Regions from separate parts of the Triticum aestivum genome. Here region 2 is linked to region 1. Evidence: chromatin contacts called from public Hi-C data. All regions are on one chromosome and are shown on one strand. The core of a region is the stretch at or near the end of the contact, and the rest is flanking DNA. Distances in the headings are between cores, read along the strand shown.

Evidence for each region. Hi-C and Micro-C count contacts between places; a contact is called where the count stands out from the background.
Region 2: a Hi-C map of leaf shows a contact between it and region 1, with 2.5 times the contacts expected there. The contact joins the promoter of LOC123063737 here to the enhancer-like site in region 1. A contact is called at or near these places in 2 of 5 Hi-C or Micro-C datasets (both in leaf).

What each region holds. Positions count from the first base shown.
Region 1 is chr3A:748,775,672-748,780,151 of IWGSC CS RefSeq v2.1, reverse strand. No RefSeq gene overlaps it. Among protein-coding and RNA genes, the nearest start is that of LOC123063736, 32 kb to the right of the region's middle. Within about 2 kb of position 3,126, at least 5 of the 8 cell types and tissues checked have an H3K27ac peak or open chromatin away from gene starts, as enhancers often do. A contact at or near this core is called in leaf, where this site is marked.
Region 2 is chr3A:748,815,739-748,820,373 of IWGSC CS RefSeq v2.1, reverse strand. LOC123063737 (transcription factor MYB59) reads left to right here and starts at 1,873. Exons shown (of 2, transcript XM_044487645.1): 1 at 1,873-2,351; 2 at 2,507-3,358. The coding sequence starts at 2,174. The coding sequence ends at 3,111.

The DNA.
Region 1 (4,480 bases), core at 1,877-4,376:
GTCGAGCCAGACGAGGTCAAGAAGCTCCCAACGAGAATGTATGAATTGCATCAATGGTACATGGACATTACCAAGAATTCCAATCGAGAGTCCCTCATGGTGAATGTCAATAAGGATCATTACTACCATGAGAAAGTTGTGTCCGTTGAGTATTCAGAACTATTTCAGTTATACAATCAAGACGCACTCGACAAATCTATCGTCAATTGCTATTGTCTGTAAGTGGTTTCTTTCTGTAATTTAAGTCTCAAGCTAGCTGTAGTGATCATTTTGATCAATCATTACCTGTAATTATCCTCACTATATTCTTTTCTGTGGTATTATGTAGGATAAAGATTTATGAAATGAAAAAAGGTGGATGCTATGGCATTGGGTTCGTTGACCCAAATACCATTAATGAATACACATGGAAATTAGATTCATATTACGAAAAAAGTGTAGAGGAAAGCATGCTAGAGTTCTTCAAGCGCCTCAAATACAATGATGATATACTACTTCCTTACAACTTCGAGTGAGTCACACTGTCTTGTACTATAAATTCTGTTTTTGCCTACTAGCTAGCTACATGTTTTTGCTTACATATGCCCGCTTAATTAAGACATGTAAACGTGTGTGAATGAAGATTTCACTGGATCTTGTTAATCATTAAAGTTGATGAAGGAACAGTTGAAGTACTAGAATCACTACTTAAGAAACCAACTGACTACACCATCATGAAGGGGGTAGTCAACAGGTAATTTCAATCATTATTAACTATATCTCGGCCTATTTAATTAGTTCGTCATTTCCTGATAACAACTATTTAATAACCCATTTATTCATTTTCTTTGTCGGCGGGCAGGGCTTGGGCAAAGTTCATCAGCGTCACTCCAGGCCAATGGAAACCAAATCTGAAATGGTATCGACCCATGGTAAGTAATTAAGTAGTACTAGCTAGCTGTCATCTCTTTAATTATCATGATTTATTAATTATTATCTGATCAAATTCCATTCTCGTAAAGGCCCTGAAGCAGGCGCCGGGGAATAATCTGTGTGCATACTACGTTTGCGAGAACATTCGCATGATAGCGTCCGAAAGGAGCAGATCTCAAAGACAGGAGTGGGTACGATTGTCAGAACATTATTCACAATTTTTACACCATTATCGATATCTAGTCACATAACTAATACACATGCATATTGATCTCCTTCTTAACAGTTCAAAGAGGTGCGGGAGAAGCTCCTACCAGAGGACCGCATAGAAGCAATTCAAGAGGAAATAGCGGAATTTTTGCTCGACCAGGTCATAGATCCCAAAGGAGAATATTTTTACCCGCTACCGCCCCATGAACCACTTCTAATTGTTATCGTGCTCCGAAGGGACCAATTAGGCTAATGTTACTGGCTCCGAAGGCACCAATTAGGAGAAATTATATATAGCTAGCTAATTGTGTGTGTGTGTGTGTCTATATATATATATATATATATATATATATATATATATATATATATATATATATATATATATATATATATATATATATATACATGTGTGTATATATGTGTGAATTAATTAGGTAATCTTATGATTATTTCATAACTAAATTACATTTGGAATTCAAATAGTTACATTCATATTGATTTACTACATAAAATTTGATATAAGAAAATAAAAATATAGTTTAATACAAGAAAATTTGTAGTTTATGTGTATTTTGGACTATGTTTTTACGTTTGTAATTTTACATAACATAAAATATTTTTTACGGCGATTATATATTTTCTTACGGTCCCTTTTTGCATCGGAAATAAGACAAAACTTACGGAACGTAAAATTACGATGCATTGATGGTAAAATAGAGGGGGTGAAGAATAACTATTCCTCACCCAGAGTGACGAATATCGCGAATATATATATATATATATATATATATATATATATATATATATATATATATATATATATATATATAAAATATGCAGTATCGTAAAATATAATGTATATAATATGCAGTATCGTAAAATACCAGCAAACGAAAAAGAATTAAATGGAAAACACAAAATTAAATGAAAAAGAAATCATAAACCCAAAATCCCCAACCTTTTAATACCGGTTGGTGTCACCAACCGGTACTAAAGGGCTCCCTGCCCCCGGAGCTGGCTCGTGCCACGTGGTTGCCTTTAGCACCGGTTCGTGTTGAACCGGTACTAAAGGGGGAGGGGACCTTTAGTGTCGGTTATCGAACCGGCACTAAAAGGCCTTACGAATCGGTGCTATTGTCCGGTTCTACACTAGTGCATACAGTAAAAGACAAAAATGTGCAATGTATTAAATGAAGAGTCACTGTAATTAAGATGGTAATGACGCAGAGATATTCCCCGAGAGATACATATGCCCGGAAAAGAAAAACAAGTGTACAGAGACAGTGCATGCACTAGCATCAGTGGACGACATACAAAACCTCTTTCATGCAACGCACTAGCAATCTTTCCTTCTTTTTTTGCTTTTTTTTTGCGAATAACTAACAATCTTTCCTTGTCACACTTTTATCTGAGAAACAGTTCTTCTACACTAATTACCCAGCATGTATCCACATATTTTTTAGAGGAAGTGTATAAGCCTGTTTTATCCTGATACCAAATTTCATACTCCCTCCATTCCAAAATATAGTGCGCCCGTGTTTTCCGAGGTTCAACTTTGACCATAAATTTAACCAACGAGACCAACTGCGGCGGGAGAAAAATTATATAATTGAAAACTTCTTTCGAATACGAATTCACTGATATAATTTTTGCTCGCGCCGCAATCGGTCTTGATAGTTAAATTTACGATCAAAGTTAAAGCACGAGGATAAAGGAAGCACTACATTGTGGAATGAAGGGAGTATGTATTTATGTCAGATTTATATTATTTTAAGGCGACGATGCATGCATCTTTTTTCTTCGCAAACCATGAATGCAGTTTTCCTTTTTTTTTGAGATAATGCAATTTTCCTTTTGTGGAATGCTGCATGCGTATATGGGCCAGCTAACCAGAAGGGCAGCAGAGTTAGCCCATCAGGAAACCAGGACCTTATCGAGGCTCATGCAGGTCCGCGTCTGTCAACTTCTGATCCAGTCATGCATCTCTAGGCGGACCAAACAATTGCGCTATCACGGCATCTACTTGGAGAGCTCCTAACCGGCGATCCTTTGGCGCGGGAGCACCTATGTGCCGCTTACTGCGGCAAACAGTCGGGGATTCACACAGGGCGCCCCCGACTGGGCCGGTCCACACAGGCAGCGAGCGGTGTAAAAATGAAAGAAAAGCATGAAGCTTCAGCGAGGACTCAATATCATGACCGCACACTTGTAGAGCGAGGTACCTAACCACTACGCCTGACTGACACTTGTGGTGATATGGCAATGCGAATACTATAGAACTAACCACATCACCAGATCCGGTTATTTTTCCTTTTTTTATCTTTCCTTATAATTTCTGAATCTATTTTTAAATGGAAGAACGCTTTTATGAACACACACAAGTTTTAAACTTTTTTAGCATTTTTCCGAATATGTAATCAAATTTAAAAATAGGAACAATTTCGAAGTTATGTAAAAATATTGAAAAACAGGAACATTTTTAAAAATTAGATCAGTTTTCATCAAAACAGACAAGTTTTTTGAAAATGTGAACAATATTTTGAATTATTGAAAAAAATAAAAACAGGAACATATTTTGAATTTGTAAACAAATTCTGAAAAATATGAACATTTTGTTAAATTCTAAAAAATAAATCACAAACATGAACAATTTTTGACGAAATGCGAACATTTTTTGAATTTGTGAAGACTTTTCCAAAAGAGGAGCATCTTTTAATTTGTGAACAAATTCTGAGAGCAGGAACATTTTTAATTCGTGATTTTGTTTTTAAACGGGAACATTTTTTTAGAATGATGAACAATTTTTGAAAGATGTGATTTTTTTCGAGGAAAATGTACCAAACAAAATTTGAAAAATGATCATTTTTTGAAAATTGAAAACAAATTTTTGAAACATTCCAAAAAAACTGCTCTTGAACCTAAAATTTGTTCAAAAATTCCGAAAAAAAATTCTATACTTTGAAAAAGTGCGAATATATTTTGAATTTCTGAACATTTTGATAGACAGGAACATTTTTTTGCCTATGCGAACAAAAAAATTGAAACTGCAGAAAATGTTTTTTAAAACCATGAGACTTTTTTTAAGTTTTGAACAAATATTTGAAAATGGAACATTTCATGAAATTATGAACATTTTTTGAAACAAATCAAACAAATTTTGCAAGTTAGGAACAAAATTTGAAAACAGGAGCATTTTTTAAAATGAAAATTTTTGTAAAATGTGAACATCTTTTGAAAAATAAAAAGAAATTTGAGAAAGAAAATTGAAAATGAAAAAAAAAAGATAATCAGAGAAAAAATAAAAATTAAATAAATAAATAAAATAAACAGAAAAGGAAACAGGGAGAGAAAAGGGAAA
Region 2 (4,635 bases), core at 624-3,123, 41 kb before region 1:
GTCGTTGCGTTGGAGTTTCCCTTGGTTACGCATTTTGCATAGAAACCGATGGTGGGGGTGTGCCTACCGGATTGCGGTCGGATCTACCTGGATATCGCACCTCATCAATGGCATGTAACGCAAGGGGGTGGCAAAGGCTCGTTTCTGCCGATGCTTGGTGTATGGTCTAGGCGGCGCGGCGACGGCCTCTAGCGGTGCGTGATGGCCTTTTTGTATGGTTGTGCAGCAGTCCATGGTGGCTCGGCAGGTCATCTCGCAGCGATGACGAGGCACGACTCCTACATTGGCTCATCTGCGGCGAGCTCAGGTGCGTGCTTCCAGAGTCCTTCTATGGAGGCAAGTTGTGGTCGGGTCGTCACCGCTCGTTGATGGGCGGGTGCCTGGTGCTTGCCAGGAGCGGACCCAGGTGGGCAGTGTTTTGGCTGGTGTTTAGCGTTCTCTAGTGGTGGTGCGACAGATGTTCTCGTGACTGGCCGCACCATGGTTGGACATGGGGTGTGCTTGCTAGGCTGAAAACCCTGTCTGGCTTAGGCTACGTCTACGGAGGCGGTGTCTGTGGACGTCATCACCTTTTTGAACTCTTCATCATGGTTGCTCCTGGTGCATTGTCATGCTCCTAGTGAAAATCTTGATCCTTTCAATCGAGCTGTGGCAGCGCTTCGGTATCGTTTCCTTCCTGAAGATACCATGTTGGAGCTCATGGTTCGCCAGCGTTTAGCTTCGCCTCCTCGCGGTGGGTTGTTCACGGTTGAGGGTGCCATCGACTCCATAGTGATGCTTAGTGTCCATCTATTGTCTAACTGTAGTTGTATTGCGTGATGTTGCTGACATTTAGCATCACCCCATATATATCTTGCCTTGGATGCGTGTGTTGTGGTGATGTGGTGTTTTGCGTCGGTTTGTATGGTGATCATTGCTTTACATATAAAACAAGGCGAAAACCTTTTTCTTCCAGTAATCAACCTGTGGTGGTTATACAGATGGATTAAACTCCAGGTTTGTTGCTTTGCGTCTTGTTAAGCTGGAATATTTTTTTGGGTGTGCTTAGGTCTCAGTCGATTGAGATTTAGCAAAGTCTCGATTAAAGTAACGTAACATACAATCGAAAAAAAAGAAAATTTTGCATGGATTCTAATCACTGTTCAAGATATCTTTCGATATGCCGATAAATCGGCCGATTTATCGCTTAAGGCTGTCAGACCGATAAGATAAATCGGCCGATAAATCAGCCGATATGGCGATAAATCGGCCGATATGCCGATAAACTGGCCAATTTACCCCTTATCATGGGTCGACCGATAAGTTTCCGATAAGCGATATCCCCAACATTGATTCTAATGTAAGATCTTACGGATATACTATCGACCGAGACTTGACAAAATCTAAGTCGACCAAGACTTCGCAAGATTGTATTTTTTTTCCGCTGGGACGTGATCACCTTATTGATAGTGAGGTACGCGCGGTGATTTACCAAAACTCTTCAACTAGTGTCCCGCACTGTGAGTGTGCGTGCTGCGTGCATGTGGTGTCAGTGGTGATGGTGTGCATATATGATATGTACGCGTCTATGCTGTACTCACTCGATGTTTCTTGGAAAAGAGAGAGAGAGAGAGAGAGAGAGAGAAATGGAGGGCCAGCTAGCCAGCACGGATCGACGAAACGAATATATGATCGGTGCTGCTGTACTTGGTAAAAAGAGGCAATCATCAGCAAGGACGACATATGCGACCCCTTGAAAAATATATGGATGGATGGATCCATCATCCACGGCACTGTCCGTCCTGGTGGCTGGTGCGATTGATATACTAGTGATAGATGTGCATTGACATCAGCCTCCACTCCACTTGCCGGCCGGGCCGGCAACTTATCGCTATCTTCCTCCTCTATCCCCAATCGAAAGGAAAGCAAAAGCAAGCAAAGAGCATGTAGATCCAAGACGTGTGCCCATGGATGCGACCTCACCTGCCCCTGCCCCTGCCCGACCGCCTATAAGACGGCCGTCGACCACACCACCTCCCAAGTGGAGTCCTTCATTCCATTCCGTTCCATTTCCATACGTTTCTTCCTCGAGTCAAGTGGCTCTTGATTGATCCCACCACCAGCCGCACCACCAACGTCTTCTGTCCGTAGCTCCTTGGTGCCTAGCTGCTGTGTTCACATCACATCTCCATCGATGAAGACGAAGCAGGCTTCCAAGGCCAAGGCGGCGCCGTCGCCGGGGAAGGAGGAGGAAGCAGTTGCATCGGGTGGTTTCCGCAAGGGGCCATGGACGGAGCAGGAGGACATGAAGCTGGCGTGGTTCGTGCGGCTCTTCGGCGAGCGCCGCTGGGATTTCTTAGCTAAGGTGTCAGGTTTGCAAGGTGGCGGGTGACCCATGCCGTGCCATGCATGCGCCATGCATGCATGCATGTCTGGGACCAAAATATGATGTAGCCATGGTCCTTTGTGTGCTAACGCTCTCGGTCTCCGCCGGCACCTCTTGCTCTTGTGTTTGTCTTGGCGACAGGTCTTAACCGGACGGGGAAGAGCTGCCGGCTCCGGTGGGTCAACTACCTGCACCCGGACCTCAAGCGCGGCCGGATGAGCCCCGAAGAGGAGCGCCTCGTCGTCGACCTCCACGCCCGCTGGGGCAACCGCTGGTCACGCATCGCCAAGGCCATGCCGGGGCGCACCGACAACGAGATCAAGAACTACTGGCGCACCCACACCCGCAAGCTCCACAAGGACACGCGCGCCTCTGCTGCTTCGGCCTCTACGACCACGTCCACGTCCATGTCGGCGGCGTCTCCGGCCACCACGTCCAGCTCCTCCTCTTCAACGATCGACAACGACAACAACTCGCATCACGGCCACCGCGACCAAGAGACGGCGGCCAGCCAGGAACAAGCGGATAACCAGCTGCTCTACACCGCCGGCATCGGCATGGACAGCCACCTCCTTTGGAACGACGCCATCATGGACTCCTACGCATGGGGAGCCGCCGTGCCGTCGATGATAGTGCCGCCGCCTTCATCGCCGGTGTGGGACTACTGCTGCTCGGATTCGCTCTGGGGGATAGGCGACGACGAGGTCGAGTACAAGAAGATGCTCGCCGTCGCCGGTGCCTCATGATCTTTTTCATACACAATCGATCTTTGCTTAGCCAATTACTAGCTGCCAACTAGCTGAAGATGCTTACGTGCATGCGTCCAAGTCATATCCTAGCTGAGACGAGACTTGATATGTACTCTCCATGTGATCAGTGCATGCCTGCCTTGGGATTTATGCTTTTGTACATGTAATCTCCATGTGTATGTATGATAGAGTAATAACTACACATATGCATGTAATTATTTTTATTATGGTATAATTTTCAATATCTCCTTAATGTTTTAGCAATGTATAACAGCTACTAGCTGTACTATATATACTAGTACTTGAGAACTCGGATGGACTTTGTAAAAAAGAAATAAAGATTTGACCACCATGAGTATATCCCCTCAATCTATTTAATCTGGATGTTTTTGTGCAATACACACACACACACGATATGTTCATTCATTCATCATGTTGATGCCGAAGTAGGCCCTTCTTTAATTCCGGATATCGAAACTAAAGGCTGGCGAAATTTGCATAAACGGAATTGAGTTTGTCTAATTCACATTTAGATATTTTTTAAGGATGTCACATCTAATCTCCCACAAATAACGTAGCAACAAGGAACGAAAAAAAAAGCTGGGATAAAAAAAACAGACCACAAACATAGTGGACATCAGGTTAGATGTGACATAACTATGTCACATCTAGATGTGTCCTAGACAGACCCAGCGAAATTAGCATATTCCATCAAGTACTTCATAATTAAAGAGAATCCGCATAAGAAATGTATTCCGAGGTCAACCAATCAATCTATTCTGATACCCAGAATCTAATAATTGCTTCAAGAACTCGCTAGAACCTCTACTATACCTTTCTATTTCAGCCTCTAATTCCTATGCCAGGAGAGGTTCACAAGGGCACGTAACTCATGAAGATGCTGACCTGAAGATGATCATCTGATCGTTCCTGTCCCTGTCCTAGCTACTTTTTCTAGCCATCTTGCATCTAGAAGAAATATTTCCTATGCATCCTTTTCATGCCCCAATCTCAATCAGTTAATTCCAAATGGATCTTGTGCATGATCGCAAACAGCAGCACTGCTCTGATCGATAATCTGCAGCTGCAGTACTACTCGGTGAGATAGGGACAGGGATCGTCAGTGGGTGATCAGTGGTTGCAAGTTGCAAGTAAAGTTGTGAAGGAAAATTGAAAAATAAAATAAGGAGAGGTCCAGGTAGTTGTGATAAGGGAGCATGGAGTTAAAAATTGTGGTGACAAAAAGCTAGGTGGTGTGTGTGATAAGGAGCTAGCAGCAGCATCAACTTGTTTGCTACCTTTCTTGCATTACTTCTAATATTATCTTGGTCATTGCTAATTTACTCCATCTGTCTAGCTAGTGCTTCATCAAAAACAAACTTTAGTTTCTTTCTTGCTCCTAGTGGTGCTCTTAGTGGTACATGTGGTACTAATGCTAACCTCATCTTCCCACTTTTTTCTGCACTTAATTATATTGCTCCTCTAGGATGGATGTAGATAATATATATTCAAATGATCTAG